2 separate regions of the Mus musculus genome follow, and region 1 is linked to region 2. A link is a contact called in public promoter capture Hi-C data. All regions are on one chromosome and are shown on one strand. The core of a region is the stretch at or near the end of the contact, and the rest is flanking DNA. Distances in the headings are between cores, read along the strand shown.

What was found. Capture Hi-C pulls out chosen DNA fragments and counts their contacts.
Region 1: a promoter capture Hi-C map of adipose tissue shows a contact between it and region 2. The contact joins the promoter of Rarres2 here to the promoter of Zfp467 in region 2. A contact is called at or near these places in 3 of 39 promoter capture datasets (cranial neural crest, embryonic stem cells and liver), 2 of 484 Hi-C or Micro-C datasets (liver and pancreatic cancer cells), 1 of 115 datasets of contacts at active chromatin or transcription factors (craniofacial prominence) and 3 of 9 other capture datasets (adipose tissue, liver and pancreatic islet).

What each region holds. Positions count from the first base shown.
Region 1 is chr6:48,570,620-48,574,764 of GRCm38.p6, forward strand. Rarres2 (retinoic acid receptor responder (tazarotene induced) 2) reads right to left here and starts at 2,183. Exons shown (of 6, transcript NM_027852.3): 1 at 1,975-2,183; 2 at 1,469-1,671; 3 at 1,164-1,268. The coding sequence starts at 1,648. Lrrc61 (leucine rich repeat containing 61) reads left to right here. Exons shown (of 3, transcript NM_177736.3): 3 at 1-103.
Region 2 is chr6:48,443,318-48,447,446 of GRCm38.p6, forward strand. It overlaps Zfp467 (zinc finger protein 467), which reads right to left and starts at 2,508. Exons shown (of 5, transcript NM_020589.2): 1 at 2,036-2,508; 2 at 95-170. The coding sequence starts at 128. It also overlaps a transcript of Sspo not described here.

The DNA.
Region 1 (4,145 bases), core at 933-3,432, 130 kb after region 2:
TCTGGCCACCATGCCTGCTGGCATCCACATCTCCCTGCCTCCCACCATGATGGACTTTTATTCCTCTGGAACCCTAAGCCAAAATAAACCTTTCCTATTATTAGTTGGTCTTGGTCATGGTATTTTATGGCAGCAGCAGAAACATAACTACATCCAAGGGGCGAGGTGACATGCGAGCCAGATGGACATGCAGCTTACCCTGGCATAGGAGATTTTAGAAGTTCTCTTCTTTGGACAGTCTCAAGAAGTAGCCCAGACTGGTCTAGAACTTGCAGTTCACCTGCTTTAACTTCTCCTATGCTGGCATTTCAAGTGTATGCCACCCTTGGCTTGCCTGCAGACTATGGTACTTTACCTGTGCAGGTATCATTCCTGTGTGAGCATGCATATGTGTACTGCTCATGGGCAATATACCACGTGGGTGTATTCACAAGTGCCTGCGTTAATGTGCAAACATGTTTAAAGGCACGAATCTTCCCCAGATGGTGTTTGCCTGTCTCTGTTTCTCTCTGGTGTGTGTGTGTGTGTACTCACACCTGTATGCGTCTCACTTCACTCTGCTTTATTCCATTGGCAGACAATCTCTCACTGTACCTACAGTCAGGCTGGCAGCCAACAAGCCTAGGGATACTCCTCTGTAGCCACACCCAGATGTTTTCATATGGGTGCTGAGATTTAAACTCAGGTCCCCAAGCTTGCACAGCCAGGGCCCTTACCACCTTGGCCTCATATCTACATTTTTCCTTTGAGATTTATTTTGAACAAACCAAGAGTCTTGCTAAATCACCAGTATAATCCAGTCTCTTCCCTTAACCCCAGGGAGGGGACAAGGACCTTCAGTGAACCCACAAAACTGTCAGAGAACAAGAACTTTAACTCAAAAGTGCCGCACCACCAGCCCGAGGTCAGTCCATAGCAGTAGTGTCACCCTAGGGTGACTGATTACTGTGAAACCCTTCAGTGAACTGTGTGTATCGTGGCCAGAATACAGGATAAACTCCATAGAGAAGTTTCTTTAGGAGGACCCACTCTGATGGAGAAATTTCTCTCTTCCCTTCACCCTCCCCTCCTTGCAGACAGTCCCTGGTGATGGGCACAGCGCTTCCCTGGACTCTGGTTCCTTTCCTGGCAGCCTGTCCCATCAGCAAGAACCCCTTACTCACCCCGTTTGGTTTGATTGTGCACTCCGGCTTTTTCCAGTCCTTCTTGGGGCAGTTGGTCTGCTGGAGCTTAAATTCCAACCTCACAAAGGTGCCAGCTGAGAAGAGCTACAGACAGACAGACAGACAGACAGGGCAAGCAGATAATTCCTGCATGTTACTCCTTTTCTTTTCCCCAACACCTTAACTTAGAACTGGCACAGCCTAGGAGGGTGGCAGGCTGGGGACCTTTCCCAGTACAGCTTTCTGGGAATTCACTGGTCTCCAGGGCTGCAGCTCTCCACTCTCTACCCAATCACACCACTAACCACTTCTTCAGCTCTGTCCACACCGATCTCTTGGAAGGCCAACTGCACAGGTGGGTGTTTGTGGAACTCCTCCAGAGCCACCTGTAGGCTCCTGCGCTGGGTCTCGCTGAGTTCGGGCTCTGTCCCACGTGTGCCCACTGTGCCCAGCCATAGGGCTAGGGAGATCAGCAAGCACTTCATGGCTTCACCTCAGTCCTATGGTTCTGCAAAGATGGTGTGTGGGCTTTAGTTCTTGGAGCTGTGGTGGTGGTGGCCTGACCTACTCCTAGGGACAGAAGTGCCCCTTTCTGAAGTACCCCTTCCATTGGTATCCAACTAGCCCTTCCCATTCTGCAAGGCCTTGTTTCCAAAGAAACTTTGGGGCCAACAAAGTTTTAGAGTTCCCTGCCAACAGCCCCGGGAAGTAATCCTGCTGGTTATGTCCACTATAGCCTTTTTTCTGAGCCATTTTCTCCTCCTTTTGGGTCTTCCCTCCATATCCAAAATCCCCAGCCTCTTTCTGGTACCTTGAAAATGATCAGGTTTGTTGCTTTAGCGAGGCCTTTTTCTGTGTGGTCCCTGGAACAGCTCCCTGGCAGTTGTTCCCTCTCACCCTCTCATCTCCCTTTTCTCCTCTCTCTTGGTCCCCAAAGCCCCGCCTTTTCCCACTGACCCTTCTCCCAGAGTCCGGAGTTTTGGAGTTTTCTGTTTCCCAAAGTTCCCTGACCTTCCTCTTGCATTGAGCCAAAGGAGGGGGAGGGGGAGGGGGAGGGCCTGGAGCACCAAATGAGACTGCAGGCTGAATATTTTTCAGAAGACGTAAACGTGGGAGGACTGAGCAGATCCAGAGCGGGTGGGAACTGCAAGATGCTTAACCCTCCTCACACCAGGCTGCAGCTGCCATCAAGACAACTGTCCCCAGCAGTGGGTGTTTCTCCATCCCAGTCCCAACCCAGTCTTTCCTTTGCCTTTCCTTTGTCATCTCTCAACACATGACTGCCAACACTTGAGGGAGCCGTTTTTTGACAGATCCCCGCTTGACCAGGTGATCTTCCACTAGAAAGTGACAGTTGGGGAAACTGAGGCTCCTTCAGTACCAAGGTAGCAGCAGGTCTGTTGCTTCAGTTTGTCCTGTGTGTCCAGTGAGAGAGCTCCTGTGTCACTGACTGCTGCCTTCATCTGCCTACCAGACATCTATCATGTCTTTCCTGATGTCTCGGGTTTGTTCACAGCCACGTAGGCCTGGCTTTGACTGGCTGGCATCAGTCTTTTCCTTGCAGAGGCTTCAAGCAGACCCTCCCTTCTATGGACCCGTCACAACTCTCAGGCCTCCATGTATAGGCTTGCTGGGCTGGACGTGTTTCCTTAGCTGTCGTCCCGTCCACCTAGCACCTTCCGCCCGACCAGCCTACCTGACCCCTGACCCCGGCTCATTTCCCCAGCTCAGTCTCTCAGGACTTGAGCAAGTGCAGAAGCCTGATGTCACTGCTTCCTGTCTGAGGAGCTGAAAGCTTCCAGATCTCTGCTGGCCAGGTGGACCTTTTCCCTGAGGGGTGAAGGACTACGTGCTCTCTGAAGAACTTCCTTTTTGAAATGTATTTTTTAATTCTGAGTATTTATTGCCACTAAAGATAGTTTAATTTCAGTCAAAAACAACATTAAATGAATAAGCTGAAAAAAAATAAGGCCATGTTATATTAGGTTAGAAAACTAACATGGAACATAATGATTTTTAGATCTTGAAAGGGTGCTTTGAAGGTCCTACAGTCCTCCTTGTACTTTATTTTCCACTAAATTATTATTATTTATTAATTTATTATTTCATATTTTTCATTAATTCATTCACTTTACATCCCGGTTGCAGCTCCCCTCCTCACAAGCCCCTTCTCCCACTAAGTCCCTCCCCTTCTCCGCAGAGAAGGGGACTGAAGAACTTTCTTTTACAGCCTCAGTTGCCCAGGGCTGCCTTTTCTTATGCCTTTCCTGGGTGAGGAAAATCCCTAGCTGAGACTCTCCTGTCAGCAAACTCCCTCCAGAAATGCATTCTTGTTGCCCGGCCTTGTTGGCTCCATATGCTGCTTTTCTGAGCCATTCCTGAGGTCCGCATCCTAAGTGAGATGACTCCTGGTCTTCCATAGGCTTTTTGAGTATTAGGAGCCTGTGGCTGAGACAGAATGGGCTTCTGAAACCCATAAGGGGAGGCAGAGAAATGTGTCCAAATGTTGTCTCAACTTCTGGGTACCTTGAGAAAAATGGGGAAAACCTGGACGCCTGCATATCATTAATAGTCCCTGTCATTTCCTGGGATTGTTATCAGAGACCTTAGGGTCAAAGTGTGGTGTCTGGCAGGCCCAGTAAGCTAGCCTCTTGAAGTAAGCTGTAAGTCCCTAGTTACAGAGAACAATAATAGGGGAAAGCAGAAAAAGATTTACTCAAATGTGGCCATATTGGTAAGATGACAAAGGGCTACAGTAACCCCAGAGTCTGTCATTCAGGCAATGGCATGAAGTTTAGAATATTTTTTTAAAGTATTCTGTTATTTTTGTGTATGAATGTTTTGCCTGCACGCATGTCTCTGTATTACATGTGCACGTGGCCTATTGTCCACAGAGGCCAGATGAGAGCATCAGATCAACTGGATCTGCAGTTACAGAAGGTTGTGAGCCACCACGCTGGGAATCAAACCTCGGTCCTCTGG
Region 2 (4,129 bases), core at 1,258-3,757:
GGGGCTCAGGGTTGTATACCCCTGAGGGACGACACTGCTACACTTCGGATGCCTAGGAACTCCCACCCTCCTGGTTCCTTTGTCCCCCACTCACCCAAGGAGTTCAGGGCCTCCAGGGTCTCTCTCATGGCCACCAGGAGTGGCTCTCCTAGGTGATCAGGCCACAGACCCTAAAAAGACAGCCCTGTTCAGATTCTTCCTGATGGCCTCCAGCTAGGTCTCAGCTATCCCCAAGAACTCCAAAGTGAAGCCCTAGGCACAGGTGAGGGAACAGAGGCCTCTGAAGATGAATACCCAATCACATGGAGCCTCCTGCAAACTCTGCTTGGCAATGGATATCAGCCCTGGTCCCCACCTGTCAAGTCTTCAAAACCGTCCCCAAACCATCAGCAGTCACTCACCACCCACTGTGTCTTTGCCAGGGTAAGTACAGGGACCACTTAATTCTCTGGACCAAGATGGGGAGAGGGAAGCTACACGTGGACCCTTCAGCCCCTAGGGCAGTAGCTAGTGAAATGAGAGCCAGCCCTGGAGGACCAGTAACACTTTAGGGATACGGGGGTGGGAGGAGGTGAACAAGGGCTATTGCAGAGGTAGTAAATGACTCTGACTTCCTCTCCCTAAACCCCTACCTCAAAGACTCACAACCCCCATAGGACTAACCGGGCGAGAACAACCCCCACACCAGGCCAGGACACTCCCCGATTTTTGCACTTCTCAGCTCCACTTCCAACCGGTTCTCTGCCCCTCCTTTAGCAGGCTCCCCTCCCCCTTCCCTGGCAGCCTTCCCTCTGCCCCTCCCCTCTCGCTGCCTTCCGCCCTCTCTCCCCACCAAATCTGGCAGCCTTTTGGGGCTCCTCCTCTTGCCCCGCCCCTTTGGCTCCTCCCTTGCGCGCACCCGTCGGGTCAACCCCCAGGGGCCCCCTTCGAGTCGGCCCTCAGCAGCTACGGCCTCTCCCGACCCTCCTCTACCAGCAGTCTTGGGCAGCGCTCCCCTCCCCCTTCCTCCTGTGCCCGCCCGCCTAGTTCTCCGCACGCCACCCCCTCCCCAGGCTGCACACTCCCTCCCTTCCTTCCCCCTCCTCTTTTCCTTCCTCCCCCCCCCCACTCCCGCCCTCCCCTTCTCAGCTGCTCTCCCCCATCCGCTTGCCCCTCCCCTCTCCTCCCCCACTCGGGTTTCTTTTCCTTCTTTCCTCTCCTCAGTTCCCTCCCCCTCCCCCACACCAGCCTCCCCTCTGCTTCCCTCCCTCCCGCTGCTCTCCTTCCCCCCTCAGCGGCCCCCGCCTCCCTTCCCCCTCTGCCTACCCTGCAAGCTCCGGCTCCGCTTCTCTCCCCTCCCGGTCCCCAGCCTTGTTCTTCCCCTCCCCCTCCTAGTCCGCTCCCTAGCTTCCAGGTCTCACGCCCCCCATCTTGGGGGGGGGAATCCAAGCTAACCCCACATTCTCTGGACCTACTCCCTCGTTCTGCCCCTCCCCATACCCCTTTCTTCCCAACACACCTCCCTCTCAGCAGCCCCCTTGCCCATTTCTGCTCCCCACTGACTTCACGCCCTCTCCGGAGTTTTCCTTCTGACTAGACTCCCCCCAATCCCCGCCCCTGTTAGAGCTCCGGAGTCACTCCGGGTCCCGGCCCCCTGCCCTGCTCTAGGCTCACCTGTCAGCGTCCTTCGCTCCCGACCAGCCCCATCCCTGAGCCCGTTTCCTGCCCTTTCGCACTGGACCCTTCCTCTATCCCGAGGAACCCTACTCCCGCTCCTGGGGATCCTCCCCGCAGGCCCCTCCCGCCCTCTTCCCACCTGCTCCCACCGGGCCTCCCCGAGTCCTTGCCCTCCCCTCCAGTTTCCTAGTCTCCCCATCTGCGCCAGGACCCTCCCTCCTGACTCCCTTCCCTCCTGGTCTGACCCCCCCCCTCCCCCACACTCGCGTCTGCGCGCCCCTTCCCTCGGGGTTGTCACCTGCCGTGGGTCGGCAGGGCTTGTAAAGCTCCGTTTGGGTGGCGGGGGAGACGCCTGCCCGGGAGTCTCGGGTGTCCTTACCTGGCGGGCTCCTGCGGCTACGTGCCGCGGCCCGCTTCGGGGACCCAGGCGCTCGGGCCTCCGGTCCCGGGCGGCCGTTTGCACAATGGCGCCGGCTGCCTGCAGCTTGGGTGCGGGCTGCCCGAAAGACTCCGGGACTGACAGCCCTGAAACTTCGCGGGGAGGGGAAGGAAAGACGCGGAGGGAGAGGGTGTGGGGCAGCGTTGCGGGTGATCGGGGGGAGGAACCCGGGAAGCGGGAACACTGCTCCGGGGCACAGGCTAAAGCGGAGGGTCTTCGAGAGACCTGCCGCGGGAGGGTGCACTAATGGGCTTGGGTGCAGGTGACGGTCTGAGGGCAAGATGCCCGGAGTGTGGAGATGGAAAGTGGGAGCTTAGGACCGAGGAAGGGCAGAGGGGAGAGGAAGGAGAAGAAGAGGCTAGAAGGAAGGGCACTCGGGCTAGAAGGGAGGGTGCTCACAGCCTAGGAGGGAGGAGCTGGAGAAAGGTGGAGCGCGGAACGGGGTGGTGGTGGTAGTAGTGAAGAGTTGGGGGGAGTAGGGAGAGGAGGGGGCGTGTTTGGGGAGGAGAGCAATGTGTGTATGGCTGTCTTTAAAATCGCCAGTGGCAGCCGAGTAAGTGGTAGCGCCGCGGTCCCGCGGGAGACTGTCTGGCCAGCAGAGATTGGGAGAATCGGTCAAAAAACTCTCCACCAGGATCCACCCAGACCGGAGGACGCGATCCAAGTCTCACCGCGGAGACTGAGGATTAAGAACCAATCTAAGAGGGCAGAGAGAGGGCTCTCAAAGTAGAAAATGGGGAAAAAGGAACCAAGTCCCCGACTGAGACCGCTGGACAGGCATGGAAACTGCAGGGGGTGAGGTGGGGCGGGGCTGGGCGGGGGCGGGGGAGTGTTGTCCGTGGGTAAGAAAACCTCCTGGCGTTAGGTGTGGATCTCTCCCCAGACTTCCACCATTTCTGCTCATGGGTGCAGGTACTCCTAAGCCATCCCCCTCTGCTCTTCAGACACCCTCACCCAGCCCTGGAATTAAAATCTAGGCTGGATATTCCATGCCCTGTGATTTTTCTTCAAACTCCCATGGGCTCCCATTTCCGCCTGCCTGCCCCTGTAGGGAAAAGGGCAGATCCAAGTTACATTTCTCCCCAGTCCAAGCTTCCCTTGTCAGCCAAGTTGCAGAACAGAGCTGCTGGGAGAGAGTCTGGGAAGAGGAGGCCATTAAATGGCCCTCTTGGATAGGACACGGTCCCTGACAATGGCACCCTGACACAAGGATAGTGACACCTGTGGAATCAGGGCAGTGACCCAAGGCTAGCCTTATAAGATGGAGCAGGGATGTCCTCAACATTTACAGATAGTTAGAGTGAAATCTGGAGCAATGGAGACCGACCTGAAGGATCAGGAGGTCCTGTGACTCAAGATGCAAAAGGCTCTTTTAATAACTGGCTGCTTCACTGAGTAAAGATGGCTAGGAGCAGAGTTTGTGTCCCTCTCTGTGTGCAAGAATGGGCTTTGAGAACTGCAGTCCACGTATGTAGGATATGCAGGAACAGTGGCCAGGTGAGAATGTTAGAGAAGTTAGAAGGACACTGTGCCCAGAATAGATGCTGACCCTTCCCCAGGACTGCTCAACTCCCAGGCACCAACCCTAGATATCTGGAAGCAACTGGGGAAACTCATACTGGCCCTATTTTGGTCCCAGGCCCAATAGTAGGCCCAGAGGAAGGAACCCCCAGGCCAGGTGGGGTGCACCAGGTGGGGTGACCATGCAGGATGCCCAGTGGGACCTCATTTCATTATGAAATAGAAGGATTCAGAGTTTCCGGTCCAGCCGCATTCCAGCCCAGTGGCCTTGGAGGCCTACTGGTGACCAGGATGTAACCAGGATTTGCCTGTGGAGCCTGCAGCTGCCTCCTCTAAACCAGACGGATGCTGGGATTATTCTATCCGGCTTAACACTGCTCCATCCAGGGGCAGGGGGAACAAGCTCCCCCCGCCCCCGCTCTTATTCCACCCTTCTCTCCTTCCCATCTTCCTGGATCCTTTCAGTGTTTGAATGCTTTGGGGCCCTCAGAAAAACCACAGGTGACCAAATGG